4 separate regions of the Mus musculus genome follow, and all the other regions are linked to region 2. A link is a contact called in public HiChIP or PLAC-seq data. All regions are on one chromosome and are shown on one strand. The core of a region is the stretch at or near the end of the contact, and the rest is flanking DNA. Distances in the headings are between cores, read along the strand shown.

Region 1 (3,019 bases), core at 421-2,920, 380 kb before region 2:
AAATATGAAAAGGGCACTAGAATAACTACTTAGACTGGGGAACAGTTTTGTACTGTGAAACTGCTCTATTATTTTTTAGTATCCCCAAATCCTACCTACCAAATGACAAAGTTGTTCATGCAAATCTGCCCATTCCCTCCACCTTAACCAGAATAGGATTCCAGAAATATAAAACTGTCCCCTACGTGTGGAGAGCAATGCTATTTCTGGGGAGAATTATTTGTAGGCATGAGATGAGGCCACATTATTATATTTGAAGTAGACAGAACCATACCTTGATTTGTATATCCCTGGTTCATTATTTTAACTTTAATCTCATTTCAGGACCCCAAAGATTTAGGGGGTGTGCTGGTTAGTTTTAAGTCAACCTGACACAATGCAGAGTCATGGGAGAGGAAGGAGCCTCAACTGAGGAAATGCTTCCATAAGCTCAAGTTTCTGGCAAGTGTGTAGAACATTTTCCTAACTAGTGATTGATGTTTGTGATGGTTTGTATATCCTTGGACCAGGGAGTGGCACCATCTGGAGGTGTGGCCTTGTTGGAATGGGTGTGACCTGGTTGGAATGGGTGTGTCATTCTCGGTGTGGGTATGAGATCTTCACCCTAGTTGCCTGGAAGTCAGTCTTCCACTAGCAGCCTTTGGATGAAGACATAGAACTCTCAGCTCTGCCTGTGCCATGCCTGCCTGGATGCTGCCATGCTCCATGATAATAATGGACTGAACCTCTGAACCTGTAAGCAGCTCCAATTAAATGTTGCTTTTTATAAGACTTGCCATGGTCATGGTGTCTGTTCACAGCAGTAAAACCCTAACTAAGACAATGTTGGAGGGTCCAGTTCTATAACAAACAAACCAAAAAAAGCAGGCTGAGCAAGCTAGGGAAAGCAAACCAGTAAGCAGCATGACTCCATGGCTGCTGCATCAGCTCCTGCCTCCAAGTTCCTGCCCTGATTGAGTTCTTGTCCTGACTTCCTTCAATGATGAACAGTTATATAGAAGCGTAAGTCAAATAAACCCTTTCCTCTCCAAGTTGCTTTGATCATTGTGTTTTTAGCACACCAATAGTTACCCTAAGACATAGAATTACAGAGTCTCGTCTATCTTTCCAATATGGCCATATTTAATAAATCTTCTCTTACTGACTTCCGCTATTAATTTGACTCATTTAATTGGCCCACTGAGGACCGATAACTGAACCTGGTTTGGGGTACAGGCTGTGGCCTCTAAGCTTGATAACAGCATGAGGCTTCAACGTTTCCCTGAGAAGGTGATACTGAGCGGAAACTTAGAATTCATTCAGGATGAAGAATTCTGAACACAACTGATATATTCAATATTAGTACAATTACTTGACCTTTTTTTTATAAAAATGAAAGGAAGTAGAAATTCTGGTATTGTATTTTGCTTCTCCATATTTTTTTCTTTCTTTTTGTTTGTTTGTGGCAGAGTCTCACTATGTAGTCCTGGCTGTCCTGGAACTCACTATGTAGACCAGGCTGGCCTTGAACTCAGAAATCTACTTGCCTCTGAACTCTTAAGCACTGGGGTTAAAGGTGTGTGCCACCATGCTGAGCCTTCATGTTTTTTGTGCACACCTCTGACTGGTAGTCTCTGGAATCTGATAAAGGATTTGTTTCTTCACATCAGAAGTCATTAAGTGACTATCACCACCTGATGGCAGCAGTGTCCCACAACTGAGAGGTCACTTCAACCATAACACTAGGCAAGAAGTGACATGTAGATCCCTACTCCTAACCACATACTGAGCCGATGGAAAGCAGAAGTAAAAAGATCCTGTCAGGCCCAATCTTTGTTATCTGAAAAATTTAAACAATTATACACATTTACAAAGCACAGAATTGAAGTGAAAGTTTCTGGTTTCATTAAAAAAAAAAAAAAACTCAGTGGTGTCACATGATGTTTTTCTGGACGCTGTCTTGGGGGAGGGTACATGATGCTTTTCCTTTCACTATCTTCAGGGTTCTACTTATATTCTTTCTGAATATCACCACCACCCACCACCCTCTCAAGTATCTGTTTTCAGCAAAATATCACATGACCTTTCTCAAGACAGCTTCCAGAAAAACATCATATGACCTTCTCACAAGACAACTTCCAAGAAAACATTACATGACACAGCTAAGGTTTTAAAAATCTGTAGGTTTACAGTCTATACAAATCTATTAGAGTAATTAATATTTTTGCTTGCTTATCACTGTTTAAAACCTTCAGGATTTTCTCCTCTAGTTCATCTTAACACACATAATAAGTTGTTGGGGACTATTGAAACTAAGCTTTATGGAAATTTCTTGTGAAGAATTTGTGGTCATTCTGTACTGGTAGTTTGGCAATTAGCAAGGAGTCTCATGTAGCTTAGCTTATTTATTGTAATGTGTAACTAGTCATAAAAATAGACCCAAGAAATTACATTTCTTGAGATTTACATAACTGCCATGTCTTAAGACTAGATTACAAAGATGTATCATGCATCAATTGTATGATCTGATGACCCTCATTGTAAAGAAACCTATACCAGTCTGGGAACACCCATCAGGTGTAGTTTTCCCTGGATGGGTTGAAACATTCCCCACCAAGCAGGAAACAGCTACCGTGGTAGCTAAGAAGATATTAGAAGAAAATTTTCCAGAGGTTCAGAGTGCCCAAGGTAATTAGATTGGACAATCGATGGTTCTGCTTTTGTCTCTTAAGGTAAGTCAGGGATTGGCAGAGATATTGGGGACTAATAGGAATCCCCATTGTGTGTACTGTCCCCAGAGCTCAAAGCAGATAGAGAAAATAAACAGAACCCCTACAAGAGACCTTGGCTAAGTTGACCTTGGAGACTGGCTTTGACTGGTTGGTGCCCCTCCCCTTGGCCCTGAACACCCCCTACCATTTTAACCTGACCCCTGTTGAGATCCTGCATGGGACACCCACTCCCTTGACCCTGGCTCTTGATCCCCACCAGAGTGACTTTTCAGGCTGACAAGGATCTTATGGTTTGATTGCAAGCTTCC
Region 2 (2,913 bases), core at 113-2,612:
CATAATGACGAGGGGCTGGTGAGATGGCTCAGTGGTTAAGAGCACTGACTGCTCTTCCAAAGGTCCTGAGTTCAGTTCCCTGCAACCATATGGTGGCTCACAACCATCTATAATGAGATCTGATTCCCTCTTCTGGTATGTCTGAAGACAGCTACAGTGTACTCATATAAATAAAATAAATCTTTAAGAAAAATAAAATGCATAGTGAGAAGCAGAAGAGAGATTTATTCCATGTGCCCATATTGGGAAGAGAGAGAGAAATATATACACCCAATCATCCTAGGGTTTTGAGGAACAGGATTGAATTGTATTGTTTCAACAGGCTGATAATTAAAGGGAAAGACACAAGGGGGAGCCAGTTACACTGTATCTGTTAGAGCTCAAGTCCTGTGTCTGTTTGGTCTGTAGGGATCACCTGCTTCCACAGTGGATTCCATTGCTAGCAGAATGTCCTGCCATCACCCGAATGTATGAAGAGAATGCACTGCTTCGAGACCACATGACTGTCAACTCCCTTATCCGAATTCTTCAGACCATTCAGGATTTCACCATAGTCTTGGAAGGATCACTAATCAAAGGAGTGGATGTGTAAAGCAGCCGGCAGAAACTCTTCATCTACCCCTGGCTCCTGAAGCTTCCGTAACTATGGGGACCTATCTGGACCGGTCTGACCATAGTGAGCACTGCCGGGGCAGTGCACTGGAAGCCCCAGTTTGAACAGTCTCCACTCTGCAGACAAGGCAAAGTGCTGTATTGTAGTTCATTTGAACCTGAAATTTAGTATAAAATAGAGTATTTTCATGTGTTAGAAGTGTGTAAATATGCTATCTTTAAGAAATTATATTACTCTAATAAGATACTTTTCTTAGATTGAATATCCCTGTGACTTAAAATAAGTAGTTTAAAAATGTTGGGGGTGGGGAAAGCGGTGCTAGTCAGGAAGAAGCCAGTAAATGTGTACATAGTGCAACCCAGGAAGGCTTCTTTTTCCCTCCAGGTCTCACAAAGGAACCAGAATGCTTTGTCCTGAAGCAGCCATCCCTCCTGGAGTCCCATCCTGTGTGTGGTGAATGTATACAGCTTTACATAGTGTACAGCAGTCCTCATTGTACCTTTTAAGTTATAAACCATTTAATACATTTGAATTATGAGTAATTTTTTTAGTTTTTGGGAACGTTTTTCATTGGCATAAGGAAAAGATAATTAAAGTATTTTAAATATCAGACCCCAGCAAGGCATAGTGGCGCACTCCCAGCACTAGGGAGGCAGGGGCAGGTGCATCTGAGTTGCAGACCAGACAGAGCTACATAGCAAGACCCTATCTCAACAGAGAGAGAGAGAGAGAGAGAGAGAGAGAGAGAGAGAGAGAGAGAGAGCGCAAATACCAGATCCCAAGAGCTTGGCTAATTGGAAAGCAAACACAAGAAGCCCTGAGAAGCATGGGACTTTAACTTCTTTACTTTTGAAAGATTAGCCTGGAGGCTTCGTTCTTGGAATTTTTATTACTGTTCTTTGATAGGGCTTTTGAGATAATGAATTTTAGTATCAATCATATAGCCATAACTGTAAGAAACAGTGTGACTTTTAACTTGGCCATCTAAACTCTTTAAGTGGAGCTAAACTACCAGCCCAGTCTTTGTTAGGTTCCAGCCACTCCCTCTGTCCGCCCCATCCCCCCTCTCAGGAAATAAAAGGAATGTGGGAGAAGGAGGAGGTCTCAGTGTGATTTGGAATGCTTTTGTGAAGGTATTTGTTGACCATGATAATGCAAATAACAGAAGCTGAGAGAAAGAATGAAGCCTTTCTGGGTGTTTCAGGGAAATGTAAAGCAATTGTCCCAGAGAAGTTAAAAGCCACTGTGGCAGACTGAGGAGTGAATTTGACTCAAGAGACAATTTAGGAACTCCTGAAACCTTTCTAGTTTGATAGCTTATTTATTTTTTTGTTAAGCAAATGTTAGCAACTACATAAATCTTTATCTTTTGGTGAGTAAGTTTCGGAACTCTAATTAGGCACCGATACCTTGTTAGTAGCAAAATTGCCTCGGCAGAGCTCCAGGTTTTATTCCCTGTTGTAGCTGAAAACCCAAGCCATGGCCTCTCAGGATCCGTGTGCAATCTCAGGGCCCTGGGCTCTTGCCAGCAGTGCTGTTTTCCTGTTTACTGGAGGAAGGGACTAATAGATCAAGTACCTCATGCCCTTTATCAGAAACTCTGAAGAAAAGGGTTGCTGAGGATACATTTACACACCCATGGAAAGAAAGGGCTTAGAACATGTCTCTAGATGACCTGTGTAACCCAGTGGTTTGTTTACTTAGAATAAGGGTGTTTATAGTAGAATGAGAGTATTCTAGAGACCAATCTACTTACTATAGGAAACATCCACAAATTAAGATACAGTCCATCCCAGGGTTTTATTGCTGTCTTTTCCCATGGGGCCATCCTGATGCTGAGCGCTTGGTGGACTTTTAAGTCAGTGTTCCACAGTTGAGTCCCAACAGCAAGTACAGCCTCTTCATTTTATAGGTGAAAATAGGACACTTCAAATCAAAGACTTTGTATTCTTGCCCTCTCCCCCTTGACAACACAAGGGTTAGAATTTATGCTTTTTACCACACCCGAGAGCATGAAACCAACCTCGGAGACATTCTTACTCAGGATCATTTCTTCTGTTGAATCTTCAGTCAACTGTACAGATAGGAAGCTATGTTTCTGTGATGCAGAATAATAAGGACTGAAGCTTGCCTTGCCGCGTTAGATTGTTTTGTTGTTGTTTGTGAAACAGGATCTCACTGTATATCCCTGGCTGGCCCTGGAACTTCATTTGTAGACCAGGCTCACCTGGAGAGATCTACCTCCTAAGTGAGGGATTCATGTGAGAGCCCTGCCTACCAAACTGTTCTTAATCTCTTAG
Region 3 (3,090 bases), core at 453-2,952, 360 kb before region 2:
ATCTTCAATTCCTTTCATCAGGGTATTGAAAGACCCCCGAAGGGAGACCCTCACTCAAGCCTCAGGACAGCCGCGGACCCAAGAAGACACTGAGACCGAACTCAAAATGTAGAGGGCAAGATTTAATAAAGCAACAGCAAGAAAGCACATAGACCAGAGCTCTGGGGTCGAAACTCATACACCTAGTATGGTGTAGAGGAGAATCGACCTCGAGCCAAATTTTTTACAGGCTTATATAGGAAAAACTCAAGGGGGGAGAGCGGGGCAGGGAAAGTACAAGTTTGCATAACTAAGGGGTTCTGCCAAGGGAATTTTACGTAACTAAGGGGTCATGTCCTATTATTTGGCAATGTACCCGGTTCATTCTGAGGTTGTTCCAGGAGGCCCTTATCTCAAAAATGTTCTTGGAACAGTCTTTAGTTGGGAGGGTTCGAACTCTAGGGTGAGGAGTTCAGGAATGCATTCTGGGGTGAAGAGTTCAGGAGTGTTCTGGGAACAATCTCTAGATGGGAGGGGTCGGGCTCTGGGGTGAGGAAGAGTTCAGTAATTTTTTATCTTTATTCTTCAGTATACTTTGCATTGTAAAGGTTTTCAGTTTCCTGGTTAAATTTATCCTTTGAAATTTAATTTTTTTGTAGCTATTATGAATGGGTTTATTAAAATCTCTCAGCAATTAAATAATTAGTACATAAAAATATAACTACTCTAGCTGGGAGTGTATCTCAATTGGTATGCATGCATGTCTAGCATGTAGGAGGCCCTGAGTTCAGTCTCCAGCACTTCATAAACCAGTTATGCACCACTGTAATCGTAGCTCTTGTGGAATGGAAGCTGAAAAATCAGAAAGGTCATCTTCAGCTACAACCTATGCTAGAGATCCTGTTTTAGGGCCCGGGGGTGGGGGGTGGGGAGCCAGAAAGAGAAAGGTGTGAGAAACAAAACAATGATTTTTGGTATGTGGAATTTTTTGTATCTTGCAACTTTACTGAATCTTTTTGTCAATACTAATGGTCTTTTGATGAATTCCTTATAGTTTTCAATGTGTAGAATCATATTTAGGTCCAGGCATGATGGCACAGTTTTGTTTTGTTTTGTTTTTTTCCAAGACAGGGTTTCTCTGTGTAGTCCTGGCTGTCCTGGAGCTCACTTTGTAGACCAGGCTGGCCTCAAACTCAGAAATACGCCTGCCTCTGCCTCCGGAGTGCTGGGATTAAAGGCGTGTGCCACCACTCCCGGCAGGCACACATTTTTTAATCCCAGACATAAACAGGTGGATCTCTGTGAATTCAAGGCCAACTTGGTCTACAAAGCAAGTTTCAGGACAGCCAGAGCTTTTACATAAAGAAACCCTGACTCAACACACACATATACACACACACACAAACATACACACACATGCACACACAAACATACATACACATATACTCACACACACACAAACATACAAACATACATGCAGAGAGCCCTTTGGAGTGTTGACATTGGCCAAGGACAAGGAAATGGGCCAATGGTCTTGGCAGGAATTTGACACTAGAGCATGACAAAGAAGTAAGCTTAGAAAAAAAAAAAAAGAAGTAAGCTTAGGCAGGAACCTGACATTGGCCAAGGACAAGGAAGTAAGAATCTGGCTTTAGGGTAGAACAAGGAAGTAGGCTCAGATATCTTGATCATCCTTAGAAACAGCTATCACTGGAGTGGTCATGGGGCTTTGTGTTTATTGTCTAGCTTGTCCCTGACTATTGTCTTGCTAGTTCCTCATTGTACTACTCACCCTAAATACTTGCATGTAATTAAAATGGTATTAAAAAGTGGATTGGGGGGCTGGAGAGATGGCTCAGTGGGTAAGAGAACTGACTGTTCTAAAGGTCATGAGTTCAAATCCCAGCAACCACATGGTGGCTCACAACCATCCTTAATAAGATCTGATGCCCTCTTCTGGTGTGTCTGAAGACAGCTATAGTTACTTAGACATAATAATAAAATAAGTCTTTAAAAAAAAAGTGGATTGGGAAAATTAAATTTGCCTTCAGTCTCAGAATTGACTGGGGTCATGCTACAATGTTGTCTGTCATATTTCTTTTTAATCCTCACTCCTGGGCTGGAGAACCTGTTGACTGACGAGCGAGCTTGGTCATTTACACATACATACACACACACACACACACACACACACACAAACATACACATACTCTCACACACACATACATACATATACTCACAAACACACAAATACATACAAACACACACAAATACACAAATAAGAATCAAGAATCATATTTATAAACAAGGAAATCTGACTTCCTTTCTCCCTATTTCTGTACCTTTTATTTCTTTGACCTGAATGCTTCCTCTGGCTAAAATTTGCAGTACTGTAATGAGTGAAAGCAGTGAGATTTAATCCAGATGTTAAAGGAAAGCCCATAGTTTAAAATCCTCTATTATTTTACATTTTAAGAAACAGCTTACTCGAGGAATCGTTCTTCTCCATGGGATTTAGGTAAATTCCATCAATCATGAAAACATCCCCCCCTATTATTGTAGGACCCCAGGAAGGAGCCCCCCCACTCAAGTCTTTGGTTACCCAAAGAAACACGAGAGACCTTTTTGTTGCAAAAGCACGAGGTAGCTTTAATGGCGGAGCTCCTGGTCGATACATATCTCATGCAGGAGACAGAGGAATTGACCCTGAGACTCAAAAACTCGGGGTTTTAATAGGGTAGGGTTTAGGGGCTAGGAAGAATTGGCGTGGTTACATATGATTGGCCCATTCAAACATCAGCAACATGATTATGAGTCAGCAGAGTAGTACGTGCAGGCCTGGGCATATAAGGATTCTAAAGTGTGTGTGTTGGGGGGTGTCTTATCTGAGTTGACAATGCATCTGGTTAATGTTTCAGCTTTTAACTATGCTCTCTATAGAAAGGGGGGTGAGCAGGAGGCACCGGCCTGCCAGGTGGTCAATGAGTCAGGCAAGATAGTCAGAACCAGTTCCTGTATTCCTTCCCTTATCGTTATGACCAAGTGACCTAGCTTCAAGACAAACTCAGGCAGGCCCGGGCTTGTTTTCTTTGCAGTCTAAGTCCCAGGCCT
Region 4 (2,955 bases), core at 333-2,832, 460 kb before region 2:
ATTTTCCTTTAGCCATATTTAAGCACAGCACAATTTTGAAAAAGGGGTTTTCTGATAATAATGAACTCAATCCCACGTACACAATTTAAAACATGTTTACATTGAGATTCTGTACAAAGTGTATCTGGCTTCTTTCACAAAATGGGTACTATTTACTCAAAGATAATGCCCAAGATTTAGGCTCTAGGGAGCTTAACTGTGATAAATGTAATGCCTGTGAGTGTTAAGATTGCCCAGGACCTAAGATAACATAAAAGTCATTTAGGCTGTTGTAAAGTACAAGTGATATCACTCAGAAGGATGGTTTTATGGCCTAGAAGCAATGCTCAGGACTTAAGGATGGTTTTATGGCCTAGAAGCAATGCTCAGGACTTAGGTGGAAAGGATCTAGGATAAGTAAAAACACATTCTGGGAAATACAGGCAGAGTCTATCTCATCAGACAACAAAGGATCACTGGGTTGTAAAACTATATCATTCCTAGATATTCCAAGAAGAGCAGCTACACACCTCATTTCATTGAAGAGATAAGCTGTGTGTTTAATCAATATCTGTGTGCACAAGGCCTTTTTAACCCTCTACAGAAAACTTTACACAGAAAACTGCTAAGCAAAGTGTCTTCTTTGTGGGGAATGAGCCCTTTAAAAAAGGTATATCCTTTCAGATTTATTTATGTTTCGGTGACCTTTACAAAACTATGAAAACACAATGTTCTTTTTAGTTAATATTGTATATTTTCCATATGTTTCCTACTTTACACGGAGAAAAAAAAAAGTCAGGTGTGGTGGTGTAGGCCTTTAATCTCAGCACTCAGGAGGCAGAAGCAGATGGATCTTTGTGAGTTCATAATCAGCCTGGTTTATATATCGAGTCCCATATCAACAAGGGCTACATAATGATACGCTGTCTAAGAGAAAGGTGGAAAGGGAAAAGAAAATAAAAGGAGCTCCCCTCTGTTAAAAGAGGTAGTGAGGGGAGAGATAGCTAATGCTAGAGAAATTTAAAAGGGCATACTGAATCCTATTATTAAAGAACTTAATTTGAGTTACCTTACAAAGAGTATAATGCTCGGAGCTTATGTTGCAAAATAAAGCCCAGTGGCAGATGTAGGCTATTTTCCCTCAAGTAGTTGATACCAAAGACCCCAAAATAATACAGGCTATTTCTTTTCCCAACAGAACTTTGAGGCCCTATTGGTGAAGGCACCACATCAAGTTGTTATTGACCTCAAAGCTTCCTTCTGCCGGCTAGCTTTTATAGTACCAGAAAGTGCTCTGCATGCTACTAGTTGAAAAAAGTTATCAATATTCTTGCCCAGGTATGAACTGTGTGAGACAGAATAACAACCAGAGTGGAAAAATTAGGGGGAGGACTGGTTGAGAAATGTGATAAAAAAATACATTGTATACAAGTTTGATATTTTCAAAAAAATAAAAATATTTTTTAAAACTGGCTGGGCAGTGTTGTGTATAGCCCTGGGGCTAATTATATTTGATGTTAATTCCCTTCTCCTGTGAGGGGTTGTGAACAAGGAATGAGTCAGCACTTAGGTAATTCCCTGTAAACCTGCTTCCCACCTTAATTTGTAAAATAAAGGAGAGCTGATGATTGGGCAGATAAAAGGAAAAGTGGAACAGATGGTGGGAGAGAGAAGAAGGAGAAAATGGAAAAGGGAGAGGATGCAGAGGAGGAAGATGAAGAAAAGCAGAGCAGAAACACATGGCTTGGAGAAACTGCAAGTTCTAAGGGGTCTCATAAGCGTGGAAGATGGTAGTATAGCAGTAGATCTGCCCAATCTAGGCGCACAGTATGTAATCAAATTAACTGTGTTGTGTTTTCATTGCCTGGGCATATTTGGGAGGAGATATACTGCAACAGGGCAGTGGTGGTGCATGCTTTTAATCCCAGCACTTGGGAGGCAGAGGCAGGCGGATTTCTGAGTTCGAGGACAGTCTGGTCTACAGAGTGAGTTCCAGGACAGCCAGGGCTACACAGAGGAACCCTGTCTTGAAACAAACAAACAAACAAACAAACAAACAAAAACAAAACTAATAAATTTTGAGAGTTAGAGGTAAGTTAGAAAAAATAAAATATGATATATGAAAATATGTAATGGGGGTCAAATGTAATAAGCTCTCAGATCTTAATAGGCCTACGCAGGCCAACTCTATGATGGAAATACGATTCAGGCCATAAAACTTTAAGCATTTTCCTTAAAACTGTAGCTTAGCCCTAGTAACAATCATGGTCATGTCTGTTTAGCTGACACAGGGTTAGCAAGAACTGAAGTCCAATAGAAGAAACTCTGACCAGGGCTTTTTTTTTTTTTTCTGTTCTTGTACATTCATGCCCTCTCACCGTAATGTTGTGCTGTGTCTCTCTCATCACTGCCACATGCAATTTGACCTCTGTATACTATGAATGGGTGAATTCAGTGGGTTCTGAAGGGACTACTATCCTCAACTATCCTTCCATCTAATTAAAGCAATGATCAAAGTTCGTAAAATTACAGCTACCCCAAGAAAAGTACAGTTTATTTGAAGAGATGTAACTGTGCTTTTTTTTACTGGTAGAAATAACTTCTCATTTCTCCTTTATGGTTATAAAACAAAACAGTCTATAATCACAAAATCATATGAATATAAAATAATCCAGCTTGAGATAAAAAGACTTGCTAGCTAATTTTCAGTTAAAACACATTCTAAACATGTATATAGTGTTATCTTTAACAACTTCAAATACTTTCATTTGATTTGTTTTTATGCTGTTTCCAAATATTTCATCATTATAAATCTTTTCTTTTTTTAAAGATTTATTTACTTATTATATATAAGTACACTGTAGCTGTCCTCAGACACACCAGAAGAGGGCATCAGATCCCATTACAGATGGTTGTGAGCCACCATGTGGTTGCTGGGAATTGAATTCAGGAGCTCTGGAAGAACAGACAGTGCTC

What was found. HiChIP or PLAC-seq counts read pairs in DNA pulled down with a chosen protein or histone mark.
Region 1: an H3K27ac HiChIP or PLAC-seq map of epiblast stem cells shows a contact between it and region 2. The contact joins two enhancer-like sites. A contact is called at or near these places in 1 of 39 promoter capture datasets (embryonic stem cells), 2 of 15 datasets of contacts at CTCF or cohesin (large pre-B cells and pro-B cells), 35 of 484 Hi-C or Micro-C datasets (3T3-L1-derived adipocytes, the AML12 cell line, the C10 cell line and 23 more), 10 of 115 datasets of contacts at active chromatin or transcription factors (bone marrow-derived dendritic cells, embryonic stem cells, epiblast stem cells and 3 more) and 1 of 9 other capture datasets (embryonic stem cells).
Region 3: a contact with region 2 is called in an H3K27ac HiChIP or PLAC-seq map of embryonic stem cells, with 5 read pairs. The contact joins two enhancer-like sites. A contact is called at or near these places in 4 of 115 datasets of contacts at active chromatin or transcription factors (embryonic stem cells, epiblast stem cells and extraembryonic endoderm stem cells).
Region 4: an H3K27ac HiChIP or PLAC-seq map of embryonic stem cells shows a contact between it and region 2, with 11 read pairs. The contact joins two enhancer-like sites. A contact is called at or near these places in 1 of 484 Hi-C or Micro-C datasets (bone marrow-derived macrophages) and 4 of 115 datasets of contacts at active chromatin or transcription factors (embryonic stem cells and epiblast stem cells).

Annotation. Positions count from the first base shown.
Region 1 is chr6:149,374,027-149,377,045 of GRCm38.p6, reverse strand. No RefSeq gene overlaps it. Among named protein-coding and RNA genes, the nearest start is that of Gm38930, 23 kb to the right of the region's middle. Within about 2 kb of position 1,670, at least 115 of the 459 cell types and tissues checked have an H3K27ac peak or open chromatin away from gene starts, as enhancers often do. A contact at or near this core is called in embryonic stem cells, epiblast stem cells and stem cell-derived epiblast-like cells, where this site is marked.
Region 2 is chr6:148,991,385-148,994,297 of GRCm38.p6, reverse strand. It overlaps Dennd5b (DENN/MADD domain containing 5B), which reads left to right. Exons shown (of 21, transcript NM_177192.3): 21 at 409-2,913. The coding sequence ends at 592. Among named protein-coding and RNA genes, the nearest start is that of Gm25539, 26 kb to the right of the region's middle. Within about 2 kb of position 1,362, at least 58 of the 459 cell types and tissues checked have an H3K27ac peak or open chromatin away from gene starts, as enhancers often do. A contact at or near this core is called in embryonic stem cells, epiblast stem cells and stem cell-derived epiblast-like cells, where this site is marked.
Region 3 is chr6:149,355,858-149,358,947 of GRCm38.p6, reverse strand. No RefSeq gene overlaps it. Among named protein-coding and RNA genes, the nearest start is that of Gm38930, 4.7 kb to the right of the region's middle. Within about 2 kb of position 1,702, at least 23 of the 459 cell types and tissues checked have an H3K27ac peak or open chromatin away from gene starts, as enhancers often do. A contact at or near this core is called in embryonic stem cells, where this site is marked.
Region 4 is chr6:149,454,893-149,457,847 of GRCm38.p6, reverse strand. The region is part of intron 1 of Bicd1 (BICD cargo adaptor 1); the gene reads right to left. Among named protein-coding and RNA genes, the nearest start is that of Bicd1, 47 kb to the right of the region's middle. Within about 2 kb of position 1,582, at least 12 of the 459 cell types and tissues checked have an H3K27ac peak or open chromatin away from gene starts, as enhancers often do. A contact at or near this core is called in embryonic stem cells, where this site is marked.